Regions from separate parts of the Hordeum vulgare genome. Here region 1 is linked to region 2. A link is a contact called in public Hi-C data. All regions are on one chromosome and are shown on one strand. Each heading gives the region's core, a stretch centred on a gene start, on an enhancer-like site or on the middle of the called end of the contact. The rest is flanking DNA. Distances are from core to core; before and after follow the strand shown.

Region 1 (5,341 bases), core at 2,414-4,913, 33 kb after region 2:
TTCACCTTAAACACATGTGAGTCTTTGTGGTTCTATACCTTGATCATTCACATGAGCATCAATACAGTGCCATGAATAACCGTAAACAACTAACACTATTTATCTATTCCAAAATAAACCAATTCCACCACTTCATCTTGGACTACTAACAACAAAACTTTTCTTATTAAATCCTAATAGCGTTGCCAAACTTCTCACACGAGTTTTCTCAAGCTGCTTCTCCAATATGCACAACACTGCCATGTCAAAATTGCTTCATTAATTCACGAAGCTCTCGAATTGTCACGAGGTTGCCCACCCCACGAAAATTCCAACAAGGCAACCTCCATGGTCTGCTCCTTATGACGCCCAAGAAGACACCATCTACATCGATATAGCCCTAGTGTGTGAGGTAAAAGACAATAGAAAGGCTTGATGACCCCATGTGGTTCCACCAAGGTCGAGCATCAAGGCAAGCCTGCTCATGGATTAGTTTCAATGAAGAACAACATGGACGACGGTTGGAGACAAGTGGAGAAGGGACTGAACATCGTGCTATGGCGACAGAAAGCTAAACCATAACTAGAAGAAAACAATCAACGACATTACGACATCACTTGACTATGATTAGAACTAGCACCACCATTGTCAACTGAAATAAATTTTTCTTTGAGAAAATCAGAGGCAATTTCCTATGCATGGTGGTAGCTACACACCCTTGGTATAAGTGCATTTTTTGATACGTGAGGTGTTGGGTTTTAATGGCATTGGCACAAGTACATTTTTATTGTATATGAATGACCTTTTCTCACTTTTATTTGTCTTGTTTGTTACCTTTTTGACACAAATGTCTTTTTCTATGTAGAAAGGGCGTTTCTCACTTCTCTCCGTTTTTCCTTGCCTTTTTGGCATAATTGCATGTTTGCTTGCGTGGCTGGTCCAAACCCATGATATTTTCGCTATAGAGTTGTTTTCATATTTAAAAATAATTTATCAAATTAATTAGAGATAAAAATTGGGACCATGTGTAGCTACCACCATGGGTAGCAAATTATTTTGCAATTTTCTATGCATGGTGGTAGCTACATACCCTTTGATATAAGTGTCTTTTCGATATATGGGGTATCATGTTTCATTACCATTGACACAAGTGCATTTTTGTTGTATATGAATGATCTTTTCTCACTTTTATTTATCTTTTTTGTTACCTTTTTGACACAAATGTCTTTTTGCTGTGTAGAAATGGCGTTTCTCACTTCTCTCGATCTTTTTTTCCTTTGCCTTTTTGACGTAATTGCATGTTTGCTTGCCTAGCTGGTCCAAAATCATGATATTTTTGCTATAGAGGAGACCTCCTAGTCCCCACATAGGGTGACGGTAGGCTAGCAAACGCGTACCCCCGACGCACATGGGCCGATCTAGTGTGAGGGCGCGAGCGTTGTTTTCCTGTTTGTGCCTTCTTAACTTCCAAAACCGTTCACACAATTTTAATAAATCTTCATAAATTCAAAAAATGCTTGGGATTCAAAAACTATTTCGACTTTCAAAAGATCTTCATGAATTCAAAAATACTCATGAATTCAAAGAATAATTTGAATTTAGAAAAGTTCATGAACTTTCAAATATCTTAAGAAATTTCAAAAAATGTTTTGGATTTAAAAAATCAAGGATTAAAAAATATCCAAGAAATTCAAAAAATGTTAAAGAATTGAAAAATAATTAAATCAATCATATTCCAAAAGACGACTGTGAATTCTGAAAATGACCATGAATTTCAAAGATTTTCCGCATAAAAAATGTTGCCAGATTGCAAAAAATGTTTATAAACTTAAAAAATACTAAATTTCAGAAATAATTAGCGAATCAAGAATATTTTCCATTAAATTTTCCTAGAAATTTCTAAAATTGCTCACACTATCAAAAAAATCATGGATCAAAACAAGTTGATGTATTTTTAAAAAGATCCTAAATTTAAAAAATGTACGTGAAGTATAAAAAGAAGAAAAAGGAAATAAAATCAAAGGAAAAGAAACGTAAAAGAAAAACAGAAAAGTGAAAAGAAACCCACTCTAAGGAACATCTAGAAGTCTTAGTTGGACAAATCCAATAGTTATGTGCAACGTCACATATGGGTGTGTGTTTGGTCGACGTTTGTTGACTTGCGTGTTAAATAGCGTCCATAAAATAATAGTTCAAATACTTAGAGCCTTCTTGACGGCATTGTGTCCCAACCCAACAAGCATGTCACGGTATGGACCCGTCCAAAAACCTCGCCGACCAAAGGTATCACCATTGGGCTATGCCAAATTTCATGTCAACGCGAGCGTCAGAGAGTCAACGGGAGGTTCAACACCTATAGTATGCCGTGATTGCAGCGTCAACTATCTAGGTAGTTCGGCTGTTGTGATAAATGACTTGTTTGATGTGGCAAGTTGAGGCCACCGCCTGTCGGAAGGCGTTAGCAGTTGCAGAGGATCTTCACCTACAACAATTCATCATTGCTTTTGATACTAAAACAAGTGGTGGGAGACATCGCCAAGGGCAACCAAGGATGTTATGGCACCACTATTAGTGAGATCAACTCTCGTTCAATTACTTTTAAGTGTACTTTTACTTTTGAAGGTTGTGTTGTGAATTATGAAGAATATAGTCTAGTCAAGTTTTTGTTTACCCCAGGACAGGGACGTCACGTGCGGTTTGACCAACCCATGACCAAAATGTACCCCACATTATGTAATTTTCGATCAATAAAACTTGTCTTTACCCCCCCCCCCCCCCCCCCCCCACACACACACACAAACAAAAAAGAACATGTCCAAAATCTAATATGCAAATCACCCTCCCAAGAATCTCCAGTTAATTGATATGGTTGAGTGGCCAAGAAAATTATAACATGGAAGAGTACCTCTATTTCATATGATTATGGTCGTGAATCGTCGTTGAATCATAGAGTACCACCAGTGTGCTAATAGTATTTCATGATGTGTGATTATGGTTCAATGGGCTGACACGGTTAGGCCTAGACACGGTTGAGTGGCTAAGAAAATTATAACATGGAAGAGTACTCCTATTTCATGTGATTAAGTTTAACTTACAAGTCTCATAATCTAGCTAGGCATGCTTTGTCATTGAATCAGGGGCGCCTGGGTATGCCTTATGACCAGTGGCGGAGGTATAGGGTGAACAGGGTGGGCCACGACCCACTTTTGGATTTTTCCAGTGGCTTTATATCATAGGAAAAAATATTCAAAATATTATGAAAACATAATTTAAATGAACAATTCTACTCTTGGCCCACCCTGACCCATTGGGCTAGATCTGCTACTGCTCATGACCCAAAAATGACCATTGGACGTGTGCATGGTGAGCTATATCAAAAACAAAAGATTTCTCACTGAAAAATAAACATTAGACTCAAGAGCACATACGTCGTTTTGTCGAAAGGAGGTATCGCGAAGGAGCCAGTGCGCCGTCGCCATCGGCCATATCTCTCACCCACCACGCTTTTGCTCAGCTGAAATGCAAGAAAAAAAGAAGATTTGCTCACATAATGGAGGTACCGAGAAGGAGCCAGTCCGCCGGGCTCCCCAGAAACATCCCCCACTTTAGCCCATTCAGGCCCATGTCAGCCCACCACTCCCACCATTTCCCGTCCTCATATGCGGTGATGTACCAGGCGGCGCAGCGCTAGCACAAGAGAGAAATTAGGCGAGGCAGCAGCGTCCGTCTCCCTCCCTCCCTCGACCCTAGCCCCCCCAGCGCATCGCCGCCGGGCCCCTCCGCCGCTCCGTCGCCGGCATATCGCCGAAGGGCGCGCCGAGCTCGCCGGATCGGCCCTGCCGCCGCGGATCCAGTACGGGCTCCCCACTCTCCGGACCTCCCCGCGTCCATCAGTTGTCCGTTGCTTGATTTGACCCGACTTGATTGCTTTCCCCGGGTTGAGATTTGGTCTCGTAGGCTGAATCGCGATCGGGATCGGGGGATCTTGGACGGGATTTAGTAGGATCGTATAGGGATCGAATCGTATTGGAACGAGTGATCGCCCCCCTTTCTTAGCTGCGTTTTTTTTTTTTGGCGAAATGCCCCGAATTGTGATGTTGGTTTTGGGTTGATGCTGTACGGACCCATTCAGTAATTAGCTACCACTTATGTGTTTTGTGGATATTTCGCAGCAGAATTTGATGCTGAGTATATGGTGAATGATGTGCATTCTCATTTAATCTAACATCAGAGACTGATCTTAGTGGATTGCTTGAGTAGAACTCTAATACTTAGATATGTTAGATAGAGGGTGCATCACGCCAGAACACATGTGACCTGAACATAATTCCTCTGTTTTAGTATCACTACCTCAACCACAGCGACATGGGATTTAAACCGTTCCCCACTAGAGTCGGACAAGAAAATAATCCATTACGCAACAAAATCCAAGTTTTAAGAGGGTTCAACACTTAAGCTGGATCAACAAAGGAGAATACAGAGCAACAGGCTTAACTCATGAGTTGCAGAGGAAAGCTTGTTGCAATGCTAATGTCAATTCATAAGGACACAGTGAAGTGCAAAATGATGCAGAAAAGGAACATATGATATGCTTTGTTATATCTACCTGATTGTGCATACACGTAGCAATGACAGGGTATTGTGTAGTTAGGATCTCCTTAAACTTACTATTCCTAATTTTATGATCATTGTTTATGAGAAAAATATTGAAGTTGAAACCAATGTGGCAAGTTTAATTTGTGCATTTCTTGTTATGTTGGTTTTGCTCAGATCAAACAGATACTTGGGTTCCTTTTCCATCTAATTGTGTATGTTGTTGGGTGCCATATCATTAACCAAGTATTGCCAATCTTTGGTCCAGATGGCTCTTAATGAACGCCTCAGCAAATTTAAACAACAGCAGGAGAGATGCCAGACAACTCTATCCAGCATTGCTGCAACCCAAGCTTCAACCACAAAATCCCACAATGCTCCAAGGTCTAGACCAGCAAATGCTCCGTCAGCTCCAGCAAAACAGATACAGGCCATTAAATTCTCAAATGATACAGAAAGGCTTCAACACATCAATTCAGTGAGGAAGTCTCCTGTCGGAGCACAGATCAAATTAGTTATTGAACTGCTTTACAAGGTAATTTGCGGAAAGCTCAACTTGATGGTCCTCATATTCAGTTATTCTGTCCCGTAGTGATAGGTTTCTCTGTTCTCTGTTTGGCCTTGCAAAATTGCAAGTATTATTTATCATGCAAAACAAGTTGTTAACTGAGCCTTATAGGACAATAAGTGATTTGTTGGATAAGTTCCGCTATTGCTTATGTTGTCTTTGGGTTAGAGAAAACTTCACAGTGCTAATTTTCTCTGGGTA
Region 2 (6,077 bases), core at 2,743-5,242:
TAGCTGTATAACGTGATCAGCATAAATAAAAGACAGTTTCGGGGACACAAGCAGCGTGAAGTGAAGGGCAAAGTTAGTGCAGCCCACCTGCCCCCCAATGGCTCATGAGGATTGCATGCATGTGCCGTGAATTTTGTGTGCGAAAGTGAATTTCTCACCAAGTATCATAGGCATCTGGAGTAGTGAGTAGTGGCTGCTGGACAGAGTCCGTGAAGTTCGTCACCCTGCCTCTCTGAACCCATGGCAGAGACGAGGAAGCACTTAACTGCATGCGCTGCAAACGGTTTTGGCGGGAAACATTCGAGGATAATTCGAACGATCCGACACTGAATTTTAAACCTTGAATTTCAATCATCAGTCGGCCACGACGGTAGTAACATTCACCTGATTTGACATCATGGAATGAGCCAGCTGCTATCCTCTACTGCGGAATCTCTCAAAAAAGCATTCAGTGCTCGCACACGCATGCTAAACATAATTAAGCTAGCAGGCTCTCTGGACAGATAGGTTGGTTGCACAAGAAGCTATGCTGCAGTGTGAAGTTCAGTTCCCCGAGCTCGTTGCCACCATGGTCCCATGTGACGGGGCCAGCCGAGAAGATAGATTCCTTCCATTCCATAAACTACTGGGTGGGAGAAGAGAAGTGCAAGCATCGAGATCAGAGAAAGCGGAAAGACGAGCGTGCCAAAGGAGGACGAGAGAGACGGGCGAGGAGTGGAGACATGGGAGCAGACAGGAGGTACTCCATTGCGAAGGGGAGGTGGGATCATGGTCATGAATGGCTACGCGACGAGCGGTGCTCGCCAGGGGTCGAGGCAGCCGGTGGTGATCCCGAGACCGGGGAGCATGGCGCATCATGAAAATGCCGTGGCCGGCCGGCAAAGCGAGCGGGGACGACATGCATGAGAAGCAGGCTCAAAAGAAGCGGCGTCCGGCATGCACCCCCGTCCTGTTGCACCTGCACGCACAGGCACGGCGTGCCGCCATGGCATGGCGCCGTCGTCTCCCTCGATCCCCTTTTGCCTCCTTCCATCTCTTTCGGTTTTGGTTCCCTTTTTCACTTTCTCTTTCCGCTTTTCGGGTGCGGCCATGCCATTGCCATGCCCCCCATGCATCGCCTCCGCCATGGCGACGCTCAAAACGTAGAACACCCGCTGGAATGGGTGGACGGATATGGCCGAGCACAGTCGGCTCCACCGGGCTCGGCCTTCCTCATCAGTCGTTCCTCGAAACCTCTTAACATGTTAGCTCTTTATTATCTTTTGAATTTGTTAATGGTGTCCAATGGGCTGAGGCTCTTAGAGCTTGGAGTAGCTTTTCAGCAACTGATATCATATTCATGCCGGTGCTGATATGCTGAACTGGAAGTCTTCTTGTTCGCACGAAGAAGCATGCATGCGTGCTCCTCTTTACAGATCGCTGCCAATGATCGCGGCATGCGTGTGTTGGTGTGTTGTGTTCTTGCTGTGTGCTGTGGGAATGTGAGTACCATGTGCACAGAGGTTCAGATATATCGTACGAATCCCGAGAAACAAAATGGAACCGAGGAAGCAACAGATCCAAGAAACCCAGACCAGAGAGCAGAGAGCAGAGCAGCATCATTCCTTCGCGTCAAAATGCGCGCGGATGGTTTGGTTTTCGTAGTATCGCTTTGGCTTTTCCTCCCTCCTTTGACAATTTGATTGACACAGGTGTGACTGGATGATTTTTGTTTCGGACCTACTACTTTTTTTTTTTTGAGGAATTGTTTCGGGCCTACTCCAGCTCCAGGCCGTCGTCTGCTCGCTGGCTGCTCGGTTCTGTTATGGTACTGGCGTTTTTTTCCCTCCGGTTTTTGGAAAAGTTGGTGAAATAAATATTGTTTAAGGATTTCAAAATGTTTATGAAATATCAAAAACTATTCACGAATTTCAAAAATACTTTTGACCTTTAAGTAACGTTTACAAAATTTAAAAAGAGGACATCGAAACAAATAAAAATACTTAGAAAGTAGTATAACAAGAGGAAGAAAAACTGACAGAATCATTAGAACCTAAATAAAATAATGTGGGCAGGTTCGTAACACAATGCGTATATTTGGCCCAGTCCATTCGTGAAGTGCTCAGTGAAGGTTTCCGCAAATTTTCTTTTGTTTAGGTAGTACTTTGAATTTTTTTTGTTTAGGTAGTACTTTGAAAAAAAAAATGTTTAGGTAGTACTTTGAAAAAAATTTGTTTAGGTAGTACTTTGAATTTTTTTTGTTTAGGTAGTACTTTGAAAAAATGGATATTCGTATATTTGGCCAGTCCATTCGTAAAGTGCTCAATGGATCATGGCAAAGTGTTATATTACCAATTGAAGGTCTATGAAAAAAAAACATCGGTCACAAGGGAGGGAGACTTGAGCGACCGGTTCATTCGCTGGATGGTGGATCGACTATCAAACATTTTCGTTCAGTGGGCAGCTCGCGATCGAGCAAACCAACGGCCACTTTAGCTTCCCCTTCGGCTACCAGGCCTCCAGGGCAAATTACAAAATTTCTATAGACCAAAAATAGAAAATGCCATGATCCAAAAATGTCATCTCTTAATAAACAAAATATTCCATCCCATCTATCAATAAACAAAAAATATCATCTCTTAATAAAAATGTCATATCTTAATAATCAAAAAATTTATCTCTCAAATAGGAGATGACATCTTTAAATATAAAAATGCAATCTCTTAACATAAAAATGACATCTCTTATAAATAGTAATAAAATGTCATCTCTTAATAAAACAAAAATTCTACCTTTTAACATCAAAATATCATCTCTTAACATAAAAAATGCATCCCCTATAAAAAGTAAATAATGTCATCTCTTGATAATAAAAAATGTCATCTCTCAATATAAAAATAAATGTCATTTCTTAAATAAATAAAAATGTCATCTCTTATAATAATAAAATGCCATGTGACATAGTTTCAAAGTTTATAAAAAATGCCATGTTGATTTTCCCCTAGAGAAAATGTTATCTGGTCAAAAAAAGGTGGGGACTAGGATTCGAACCAAGGCGACCCAAACAAAATTTTGTTCGGTCACACCTACCGGGCTGGCTCTTTTTTATTTTCGAACACACTACTCGGCTAGCTCTTTTTTATTTTTGAACACACTACTGGCTGGCTCTAGTACTTTGAAAAAATGTTTCGCTAGCGATTTCCTTAGGCTTTATTTGGTTACACCCCTTTCCTTGGGGATTGGAGGGGATTTAGGGGGATTTTGACTTGTAGGAGGTCTAATCCCTCTCAATCCCTGCCAAAAGACCTTTAAATACATGTTAATCGAACGAATCCTTACGAGGAAGAGGTTTGGGGAACCGACGTGCCACGGATCCCGTGTCAGTATTCATGCAAAGGAATACAATGGGAAATGGAGGTCGTTGTGAAATTCTCATCGCTGGTGGTCACTGGTTATGATCACCGAAATAAAAAAGGTTGGTATTTCACACTACCGTTGTGAATCAAGAAATACGTACTTGGTGCTCCTGTTTAAGTTTCAGACGATAAAGTTTTGCTACCCGGTTTTTCCATTTCGGGAAAAGTTAGCGAAATAAATAGTGTTCAAGGATTAAAAAGTGTTATTATTTTTCTAAGGAGTTCATAAACGTATAAATTCATAAATTTTAGAAGATATATTCACAAATTTAAAAATATTTGTGAACTCTAAGTAATATTGAAAAAAAGTTAAATGAATTGAAAAAATAAAAATACTTAAAACATAGAATTATAAAAATAAGAGAAAGAAAATTTGGCAGAATTCTTTTAGAACCTTCCAAAAATAATGTTGGAAGGTTGCTAATATAGTGCGCCAATTTGGAGGGCGCGCGGTGGAGCAGGGGTGACTGTGTCGGAAGGCGCATCGTGGATGTGTAAGGAAGCGTGGTGCTGGCGATCTGTTGCGAGGCGGTCGAGCATGTGCGTGACGGCAACTATGGGCAGATCTGGGCCCATGGCCGCTGTTGTGGTGCTCGGACGACGATGAATGTGTTTGTGGTATTCCGGTCTGGATGTGAGGATTGACAGGTCCTTATTTGGGGACCCCCTATATGCGGCAAGTAGTCGGCAAAGCGCCCAAGGACAGTTTACTTGGACCGGCCCATTATAGTGCGCAGGAGAACAAGGGTTAAAAATTATAAAATAGGTCCCCGAAAACTGGGATTCGAACTTGCCACAACGCGCTGATGTGCGCACGAGGAAAACCATCACGATCGAAGTGCTCTTGCGACAGATATGCATCACCAAACTAGAAGAACTGTACAAATATCAAAACTAAATATCCTTCAATAAATATATATTTTTGAAATTTCCAGATATCATGAACTTATCTTGAAATTCCCGCACTTAATTAAAACACAAACAACCTTGCAAATCTCAAACAATTTTCTAAAACGCAACTTTTTTATATAAATTTAACATTTCTCAGAAAAAGAACGAATTATAAAAATAGTGAATTTATTTTGAAATTTCAAATTTTTTCTGAGATCATAAAAATATTTTAAGTTTTGAAAAAATGGAAAATATAAACACTTTTGAAATTCAGAAACAAAAAAGTTCAAACAGAACATTTTTAATACAACAATTTTCTATTTTATACATTTTTGGAAATGCAAACAAACTTTGAAATATAGGAACATTTGTTGAAATTGCAAACAAAAAGTTAAAACCACGAACATTTTTCTGAAATGGTCAATGAATTTTCAAAACGAGAACAATTTTTGAAATTCCTAAACATATTTTGAAACTTGGATACTTTTCTGAAATTGTGAAAACTTTGAAAACAGGAGCATTATTTGAAATTACCGAACTTTTTTTACAGACGAATAATTTCTGCCATTATGAAAAAGTAATTAAAAACTGGAACATTTTTAGAAATAGAAGAAATTTTAAAATCACAACATTTTTTGTATTTGTGAAAAAAATGAAAATTTAGGGGAAAAATTGAACGCCTGAACAATTTTTGAAACACCTAACAAAATTTGGAAAAAGCAAACATTTGTTCTTTCAAGTTTGCATTTTATTTTTGAAAATATCTCGAACATATTTTGAATTTGTGAACAAAAATTGAAATATGGGGTACAATTCTGAACTTCTCAACCTTTTTAAAAACCAGAACAAAAATTACACAAAAGAAACATTTTTTCAAACATGCGAACGTTTTATGGAAACAATGAAATTTCACAAAATTATGAACAAAATTGAAAATTCATGAACATTTTTTGAACATCTGAACAATTTTTAAACCTTGAATAAAAGTTGGAAAAGGCAAAGATTTTTTCAATTAGGCAAACAATTTTTGAAAATCATGTATATTTGTCAACATTTTTTTTAATAGGTACTTATTTTGAAATTCTAAACAATATTTGAAATTCACGTACATTATCGAAATTCGGGTACAAAATTCAAAAACAAGAACATTTGTGTATAAAATATAAAAATTGTGAGAAAAATAATAAAAAAATTGAACATTTTTAAAAACACAAATATCTTTAAATAAAGAAAATAAACTTAAAGTAGGAAAATAAATAAGAATAAGCTTAAATTGTGAAAAACAGAGAACAACAAATTTTGTAACCGTGAACATTTGTTGAAATCTGAACAAAATTGCAAAAACACGAACATTTTTGAAAAAAAACTTTTTTTATTTATAAATGTTTAAAAATAAGAATGTATTTTAAAAAAATAGAAATAAAAAAGGAAAGAAAAGAAGAGAAAAGGTAAAACAGAAAACATTAACAAAAAAGGAAATAAAAATAAAAATGAAGGGAAAAGGGAAAAAGTATCAAGAAAAAAAACGAAAAAGGAACGGAAATAGAAATAAACTGATCAGGAAACTTTTATAAGGTTCCCAAAACTAGGAAAACTAGGTGGACCTTCGAGAATGTTCCCAAAACAAGAATCTATACAATGCACGCCTTACTTTTAAATGGCCCGGCCCGTGTGGGTCGATGCATGTGCGGTGCCCCGACTATTTAACACAAACTGCGTCAAATAGGAAATTCCCCATATTTGATGGTCGGTGTGTTTGGTGGAGGCAGAAGTGGGCCGGTGGTGGACAGA

Evidence for each region. Hi-C and Micro-C count contacts between places; a contact is called where the count stands out from the background.
Region 1: a contact with region 2 is called in a Hi-C map of leaf, with 2.8 times the contacts expected there. The contact joins the promoter of LOC123449595 here to the enhancer-like site in region 2. A contact is called at or near these places in 3 of 6 Hi-C or Micro-C datasets (leaf and seedling).

Annotation. Positions count from the first base shown.
Region 1 is chr4H:567,572,935-567,578,275 of MorexV3_pseudomolecules_assembly, forward strand. It overlaps LOC123449595, which reads left to right and starts at 3,664. Exons shown (of 5, transcript XM_045126871.1): 1 at 3,664-3,832; 2 at 4,841-5,107. The coding sequence starts at 4,841.
Region 2 is chr4H:567,539,254-567,545,330 of MorexV3_pseudomolecules_assembly, forward strand. No RefSeq gene overlaps it. Among protein-coding and RNA genes, the nearest start is that of LOC123447094, 13 kb to the left of the region's middle. Within about 2 kb of position 3,993, at least 3 of the 3 cell types and tissues checked have open chromatin away from gene starts, as enhancers often do. A contact at or near this core is called in leaf and seedling, where this site is marked.